Regions from separate parts of the Zea mays genome. Here all the other regions are linked to region 3. A link is a contact called in public Hi-C data. All regions are on one chromosome and are shown on one strand. Each heading gives the region's core, a stretch centred on a gene start, on an enhancer-like site or on the middle of the called end of the contact. The rest is flanking DNA. Distances are from core to core; before and after follow the strand shown.

What was found. A called contact is a pair of places that touch in the nucleus more often than the background predicts.
Region 1: a contact with region 3 is called in a Hi-C map of tassel, with 1.7 times the contacts expected there. The contact joins the promoter of LOC103626064 here to the promoter of LOC542298 in region 3. A contact is called at or near these places in 4 of 25 Hi-C or Micro-C datasets (bundle sheath, ear, endosperm and 1 more).
Region 2: a contact with region 3 is called in a Hi-C map of ear, with 2.0 times the contacts expected there. The contact joins the promoter of LOC100216568 here to the promoter of LOC542298 in region 3. A contact is called at or near these places in 2 of 25 Hi-C or Micro-C datasets (bundle sheath and ear).

Annotation. Positions count from the first base shown.
Region 1 is chr5:20,063,949-20,066,648 of Zm-B73-REFERENCE-NAM-5.0, forward strand. It overlaps LOC103626064 (zealexin A1 synthase-like), which reads right to left and starts at 1,313. Exons shown (of 1, transcript XM_008646444.2): 1 at 1-1,313. The coding sequence starts at 751.
Region 2 is chr5:20,824,425-20,827,124 of Zm-B73-REFERENCE-NAM-5.0, forward strand. It overlaps LOC100216568, which reads left to right and starts at 1,341. Exons shown (of 8, transcript NR_159537.1): 1 at 1,341-1,998; 2 at 2,110-2,250; 3 at 2,354-2,467.
Region 3 is chr5:20,384,430-20,387,129 of Zm-B73-REFERENCE-NAM-5.0, forward strand. LOC542298 (60S ribosomal protein L10-3) reads right to left here and starts at 1,440. Exons shown (of 4, transcript NM_001111885.2): 1 at 1,363-1,440; 2 at 232-733; 3 at 40-121. The coding sequence starts at 1,372. It also overlaps the pseudogene LOC100280510.

The DNA of each region.
Region 1 (2,700 bases), core at 63-2,562, 320 kb before region 3:
ACGGGTACAGGTCGGCCAGGTTGAAGCCGGAGGTGAGCACCACGGCCCTGTGGAGCTCGCGCAGGAACTCGTCCCGCCGCGCGCACCGCCCGCCGACGGCCGACCGCACCACGGTGTCGTTCATGGCGCGGCAGGCCCGCTCGCCGATGTCCACCACCGCGCTGCCGCCGGCGCAGGAGTCGGCCACGGACCGGAGCAGCCCCGCGGCCTCCTCCTCACGGATGCGGCGGAACGACTGCACGCGGCGCGCCGAGAAGAGCTCCAGCACGCAGATCCGCCGGAGCTGGCGCCACAGCTCGCCGTAGGGGGAGAAGAGGATGTCGCGGCCGCCGAGGCTGAACACGTCCAGCGTCGGCGTCTGGTGCCGGCTGGCGAACGCCGCGTCGTGGGTCTTCAGCACCTCCCTGGCCGCCTCGGCCGAGGACACCACCAGCGTGGGCACGGCGCCCAGCCGGAGCAGCATCACCGGGCCGTGCTGGATGGACAGCTCGCGCATGGCGCGGTGAAGGAGGCCGCCGTGGCGCGACGCGAGGAGGTGGTGGAGGCTGCCGATCACCGGCAGCTGCCGTGGCCCCGGAGGCAGACGCAGAGGCGGCTTCCCGGGCTGCCATGGGGCGGCCGGGAAGTACTTGTTGACGACAACGAGTTTGACGAGGAGCAGGGGTAGCACGAGGAGCAGGCCAAGCAGCAGCAGCAGCAACGTCCCCTCCATTCTTTCTTTAGACCGACTCCAGCGACCAGCAACTAGCATCCCTCCTATAAAACGCTCATACGGTTCATTATATATAGGTTCTCTTCTTATCTTCTACTAGGTATATACCCGTGCGTTGCAACGGGAACACTTTGTACATGTATATATCATTGTTTTGTTTAGTAATGCTATCAAGAATTAATTTAACAATCATAACAAATGTTGAAGTCTGCCATTTGGAACAATCAAAACTTGGCTCAATGTCACTATTAATTATTAATTAAAATGGTGGCAAAAATGTTGGGTGAGTGTTGTGCGTCCCATTTGGTCTCTAAGAAAACTGTAATGTCAACAAATGTTCAATGTAAGAAAATGATGATGTCTATGCAATAAAATATCACTATTAAGATGGTAATGCTACACCTGAAACAGGGGAAATGGTCTTTTTCCTTGGAGTTGATGGTATTTAGAGCCGCATCTAATGGTAACAATACCTTACAAATGTCAATCAAGTTTTCTAGCATGGCCATTGAGTTATTGAAGAAGCTGTGTGTTGATGTACCCATAACTAAAACATCAATCTGCTCTTTTGTAGTTTAGAAATCCTAGTTTCTGCATGTTGAGTCCTGCAGAAGAATTAAATTGAAAATTGTTTTCAATAAGAAACACATCATTTGGTGCAGATAAATAGACGATTGAAGCGAAATAGGCCGTAAACGTACTGCATTTTGGCTTGTTATGTGGAAACCAAAAGGTTCTTGAGTGTATAATTGTAATTTTAGTGCATGTACTGAACATATGTGCACTTTGTAAGCAAGTATGTTTAGACATTACTTATATCTCTCGTTTTCCAAAAAGATAACAATGGTGGTAATAAAGTATTGACTAAAAAATCAAGAACATTATGTGAACTTGGAGAAAGGGGAACTGAAAGCGGACTCAAGTTTTTTTCTGTTCGAAGTTTCTCCATGTGTAAAATATAAAGTCATGTAAGCTAGTAGTAATAGGATCAGTGAAATTAGTGCTTATATTAAATATCAACGTCACTTCTCGTTCAGTCTTACCTATAGCAATAACCCATAATGAATTATTTAGTTTGGTCTTTTTGTAGGTTATTTTTAGTATTTAGACTCTCTATCAGAGAAAGCCACGTATATCACCCAGGATAATGTATATCACCTAGGATAGATTGTTTTAATTGTTTCTTACTGAAAAGTCACCCATAATGTATTATTTAGTGGACTGAGATATTTTCAGATGTTTTGGACTGCTCTGAACTTCTTCAGTTCGATTACAGGACCAAATTCACCTCCCATTTTCTCCCATTTCTACATAAGGACAGACCGACCTCACTACATCAAAGTGGTTCACCAAGCATAGCTCTTTCACGTTGCTATAGAATTCCCAGGCCAAAAATGCATATATTCAAAGTTATGGTGCCCAAAAGTGGAGCACATCACACTGAACCAAAATTCAGTTAGTTGAAACTGACACCACTCACTACAGCCTGACAGAGCTAGTTTAAGAACATTTTACTTACTATTTTGCATAGTACCAGGCCTCACACTCCACAACAACCTTTCTCTCCTTTCTATGGTCTACCAATTTAGTATAAACACTTTGGCCCAAAACACTATGGATCAGTAACAGTAGGGCTCCAAAGTGAACCACATTCTACTGTCAGAGTTACATTGGTCTGAACAAAAATCAGATAAGAACACACCCTGACAGCCCATCTTCAAGCAACCATTACTCCTCTGTTTATGTAGCATCAAGCCAACCTCTTCTAAAGGAACTTGTTCATTGTTATATGCTCTTCAACTTTGATACAGAGATTGTGGCTAATACTCCATATATCAAGCACAAAAGAATTCCAAAGTTACCCAAAACACACAAATTCAGACTCTGAATTTGTACTAAGTCTGGAGTCCAGAATTTAAACATTACATATTTGGACCAATTGGTGAAGTTCCAAATGAGAACAGGTTTCACAATTGCCATAATAAATT
Region 2 (2,700 bases), core at 91-2,590, 440 kb after region 3:
TCTGAACTCGCCGCGCCTTCTCCGCAGTCCGCATCGTGGTTGACGCCCGTGGTTTGGATTGAAGGATCTCTGTAGAAATTTCTAGAGTATGCCGTTCCTACGGAAGCGAGTGCGTTTGGGACAGGTGAAACCATATTTTCTTTCTTCCGACCTCACGAGTCGGCGAGAGGATTTCTCTCGCTAAGGACAAAGTTACGAGTACTCATGCTTACTAGAGAAAAAAATATATGTCTATTTGTACCTATTATGGATATTAAATTGCTTCATACTCATAACCCACTATAGGTAGCAGGTATCCCTATACCACCAACATTTTATATGAACATTTTAATCACAAAAGTAAGTTCTAAATACAAAATATCGAAACACCATATCTCATCAAGTACTAAAATAGTGTATTATCATTGTATTCAACATGTTAAATTCATCGAACCAATACAATTTTACCATAAGTTCAGCATCATCATTTAAATTAAATAGTAGCATCATGACCTCATATCACACAAAATATAGCCTAAAAAGAGAGTTCTTAACTACATCATACAATATTAGAATATTTATTTTTTTTTGAAGTATACAATACTTAATATCTCTACTACCTATATTAAGCACGTAGTGCAGACCACATGCGCGCACATCGTTCCCCTTGCCTAGCCTTCCGCCCCAACATGCGCTACCATGCCTCCACCCTTTGACTGTCGACGCCCCCTGCCCCTGCCCGCGCCGCACATTCCACGTGATGATCGTCACAGTAGACACCGTCTCGACCGTGATCTTCGCCGGCAATCGTGCCCCATAGATATGTGTATGGGTAAGCTGCTATAATAATATTAAATTTGTCATTTTTTTTATCAGGCTACCGAGATTACCCAACAAGATGCCAAAAGTGTGACGTGAAACTTCCCATTCGCCATTTGGCATTCTAAGACTTGTGGGAGTATAATCCAATAGATAGTTGTGCTACAATCTAGTTTGACAACTCTGTTTTCTCAATAAGAATGAACTAGTTTTTCTTAATAAAATAATTTTTTTTTGGAAATTGATGTTCTTAAACTAGCCCTAAACACTGTTATTAGTAAAATTTGAATTACGTGATGCATTTAAAGTAATTACTTAGATAATTTTTATTTCCTTTGCAATAATTGTCTGAGTAATATTTTTTTGTGGGTTGCTGGCATGAGTACCACGAGCGGCCGCCTTGTTCAGTGGAATCTTGCTTACTGGCCCACAGCCGCCTGAGACAAGCGGCTCAAATCTCACCCTCCCACCACATCCACAAAAAATCACCCTCCCCACCTCGATCCTCTTCCGCGAGACGGCAAACCGATCGGTGGAACGGAACCTCCCTCAGTCTCAAGGCGAGCGAGCAAGCGCGGCTCACGTCCACAGGGCCAGCGACAGTAGGCTGTAGGCCCCGCCCGCTCCAGATCCATAGGCAGCCGCGCGCGATCGCGGCGTGGTGGATAAAAGCGTGCGCGCTGCGCCGCTGCCACGAGGTAAGAGAGGCGGGACGAGCGTCAGTGCAGTGCGCGTGTGGTCGGGTAGCGATCCGAGGAGCGCGCAGCGATGGCAGCGGCGGCCGTGGCGACTGTGGCCACCCCATCCCCCGCCTCCAGGCGGCTGTTCCCCTCCGCCGGCCCGTCTCTTCTCCGGCTCCCAAGGCCGACCAAGCGGCTCCGGCGCGCCCTGCGGTTCGCCGCTGCGGGGGATGAAGCGGACGTGCTGCCTGGCCCGGGGGCCGAGGGGGAGGCCGTGGTGCCCGGGAGGCTGGAGGAGCAGCCGGACGAGCAGCTGGGCGGAAGCCAGCTCGACATCGGAGGGCTCGCCTTCCAGGGCGACGTGGGCGGGGGCTTCACCGGCGGCGGAGCGGGCTCCGGGGCCTCCGGCGGTGGCGGCGGCAACAAGATGCTGGACCGGGGCATCAACACGGCCATCGTGCTCGGGGCCAGCACCTACGCTCTCACCAAGCTGCTCACCGTCGACCAGGACTACTGGCATGTGAGTCCCCTATGTTTCTTCATTCCCTTTCATATTTAATTAGTCCCTGATTGGATTCGGAGCCATGTACTGGCGGGCGTATTGATTTGGTTTCTCTTTCTCGGTACACAGGGGTGGACGATCTTCGAGATCCTGCGCTATATGCCGGAGCACAACTGGTCCGCATACGAGGAGGCCCTCAAAGCCAACCCGGTTCTAGCCAAGATGATGATCAGCGGTGTCGTCTACTCCCTTGGTGACTGGATTGCACAGGTGCCTTCACACTTCAATTCCACAGCCACTCTACCACTATTCAATAAGACAAGCATTAGTGTGATTACTGACTGCCGTTGTTTTTTGTTGCTTATGCTTGCAGTGCTACGAAGGCAAGCCGATATTTGATTTCGACCGTGCTAGGATGTTCCGGTCTGGCCTTGTTGGGTTCACGCTTCATGGGTCACTTTCACATTACTACTACCATATATGCGAGGTAACCATTGCTACATGATCTGCTCAGCCTTGTTTTTGTACATTCAAGTCAAAATTGCCCTTATGTGACGTATTTCAACCGCACAAAAAGCTATGAAAATTCTTAAGTTGATGAATTGACGAAGCAAATGAAACGGGTTTTAAGGTGTTCAAGTATGTGATGATTTGGCCAACTTTTACCATCAGTTTGACATTTAATCGTGGGGCTCAACTAATCGGCACATAGCAGGCACC
Region 3 (2,700 bases), core at 190-2,689:
AAAAAAATACGCATTATCCAAGGGAAAACGATGGTGTACCTTTGCGTTGACACCATCAGGAACAATTCTGCCCTCGCTCTTGTACTTCAGGTAGTCAGCGCGGCTGAACTTGGTGAAGCCCCTGAACAAGATAGTGCACATTATAAACAATAATAATACAAAATAACTTATGCAAGTTACTATACTGTGACAGTTTAATTCCACAGCAGCAATGAACTATTATGCACTCACCACTTTCTGCTCTCAATGATCTTTTGGCGGCCAGGGAACTTGAACTTAGCGCGACGCAGAGCTTCGCTGGCATGGGCAGCATTGTTGTCCTTGCATCGCACGGAAAGGAGGACCTGACCAATGTCCACCCTAGCACAGGTGCCCTGAGGCTTGCCAAAGGCACCCCTCATTCCAGTCTGGAGCCTATCAGCCCCGGCACAGGAAAGCATCTTGTTGATACGGAGGACATGGAACGGGTGAACCCGGACCCTAAGGTGGAAGGCATCCTTTCCTGCAGACTTGGTCATGTACTTGTTGCAGGCAATGCGGGCAGCCTCGAGCGCCTCACTGGAGACATTCTCCTTCTCCCAAGAGACAAGGTGCACACAGTAGGGGAACTCATCAACACCCTTCCTCTTCATCCCGACATCGTAGATCCTGATCTTGGGGTCAGGGACACCACGGCAGTACCTGGACTTAGGGTACGGCTTGTTCTTGATCTGGCGATAGCATCTAGCAGGCCCTAAGCAAAGTTTCAGAAACATAAAGCTCAATTTTATCAACAGCATAATAGCAATGCACTGCAGTGATAAAATTATTCAGTGCAAACAGATATAAATCATTGAATTGATGCAAAACAGAGCATTATTTTCTACAAAATATACAACAGTGCTTTTATTAAGCAGGCAGAATGAGCAAATGAAGTGTAGACAGATTGGTCCTATAGTGTTGATTCATGGCATACAAACGAATACTAATACTAAATGCGTTATTCACAATGCCATGGAATATGACTAATACTCCCCTTTTTTGACAGATAAAGGTCTACACGGATTCTAAATTATGAGCGTGTTGACTTTATACACAGGAAATGTGAATATATGGTACCAAATCCCCCAGGTCCCAGCCATTCTCTTCTTTATACGATAATACGTAACAACTTTGCGAGTTCCACAAATCATCAACTCAGCAAACAAACATCAAATATTAAGCCCGTGGACAGTAAGAACCCCGGGATCATCAAAAGCATATACCCGATTTCGTGTGGATCTAGTCGAAATTTGCGCCGGACTAAAAGAAAGTACCCTATGGACTGCAACAATCAACGCAGTAGAAGCGTACGAAGGAGGTTAATCAAAAAGGCGAACTTACTTCTGCCCATGGCGACGGCAGCTGAGGTAGGCAGTCGGTGTCGGCGGAGGCGGCGAAACGAGGAAGGGGTGCGTCTAGGGCTTGGAGGGAAGAGAGGGACACTTTATATAGAGAGTGCGGACGCGGAATGGAGCCGTGCCGCCGTGGGTTTTGTGCGTCACGGCATGCGACTGGCAGATGCTGGGCCTTGGGAGGAATGGACCGAAAAACACAACAGGAGCCCACTAAAATTGGCGACTCCTTTCTCTCAAGGCCAGAGAACACAACTCCTGCAGGCTGCAGCGACATCATCCTCCCCCGTCGCGCCCTTGCCGCCGCCGCCTCCTCTCCCCGCCACTCGCCCACTCGAGCTGGACACTGAAAAAAATCAGTAGCAGGGCCGTGTTGGGCTGAGCCCACGTTGTCCACATCAAAACACTCAAACAGGGTTGTTAGTTCTCACGGGCCAAAAAGGTCAGCCCATGTTGATGCCGTGGCCGTGGGGATCAGATGGCTTGGCGGCTACGACGGTTTTCCTTTCCTCCGCGCCACCACGAGCTGCCCTAAAACCCTACCACTCTACTACCATCACACCTGCGCCTCCACAGTCCACACTCACCGCGCTCGCCCCCTCACAACGAAACCTAGAGAGTCCCGCGCGTGACATGGCGGACGGCGCGGGCTCGGCGTCTGGTCTGGTGGAGAAGCTCGCGGAGCTTTCAACGGGCGGCGCCGGGCAGAATCCTCCGCCGGCGGGTGAAGGCGGAGAGGAGCTGCAGCTCTCGAAGAAGTAGGGACAATCGAGCATTCCTCTCACTTGAGCCCGTTGGTTTTCCTTGCCATTTCTGTTTCCTGATTCCGGGGTTGGTTGTTGCGTGTTTGATGTGTGCAGCGCGAAGAAGAGAGAGGAGAAGAGGAAGAAGCTGGAAGAGGAGCGGAGGCTCAAGGAGGAAGAGAAAAAGAACAAGGCGAGGATCATTTATCAATTTATGCTGTTGTTTCTTCCACTTATTGCAGTTCCTGTTATGTGCTATATCAGTGAACCCTGGATAAATTTGGTCAGAATATGTCATTGCTTCCACCAAGTATTGTTTGATTCGTTAGCTCTAGAAGATTACTCAAATGCTCGTGTTAGAAGTTAAGTTTTCACTATGTTAGTGCCAAGGCTCAAAATTGATGTGTGCCATCTGTTGTTGTAGGCGGCGGCGGCTGCTGCTGCTAGTGGAAAGCCTCAGAAGGCATCTGCTGCTGACGATGATGACATGGATCCCACTGTATGTGCATCTTGCTTTCCCTGCCTAGCGTTTTGAATTCTGTTCCTTATACTTACTCTTATTGGATGGATGTGTTTCCTGCTGC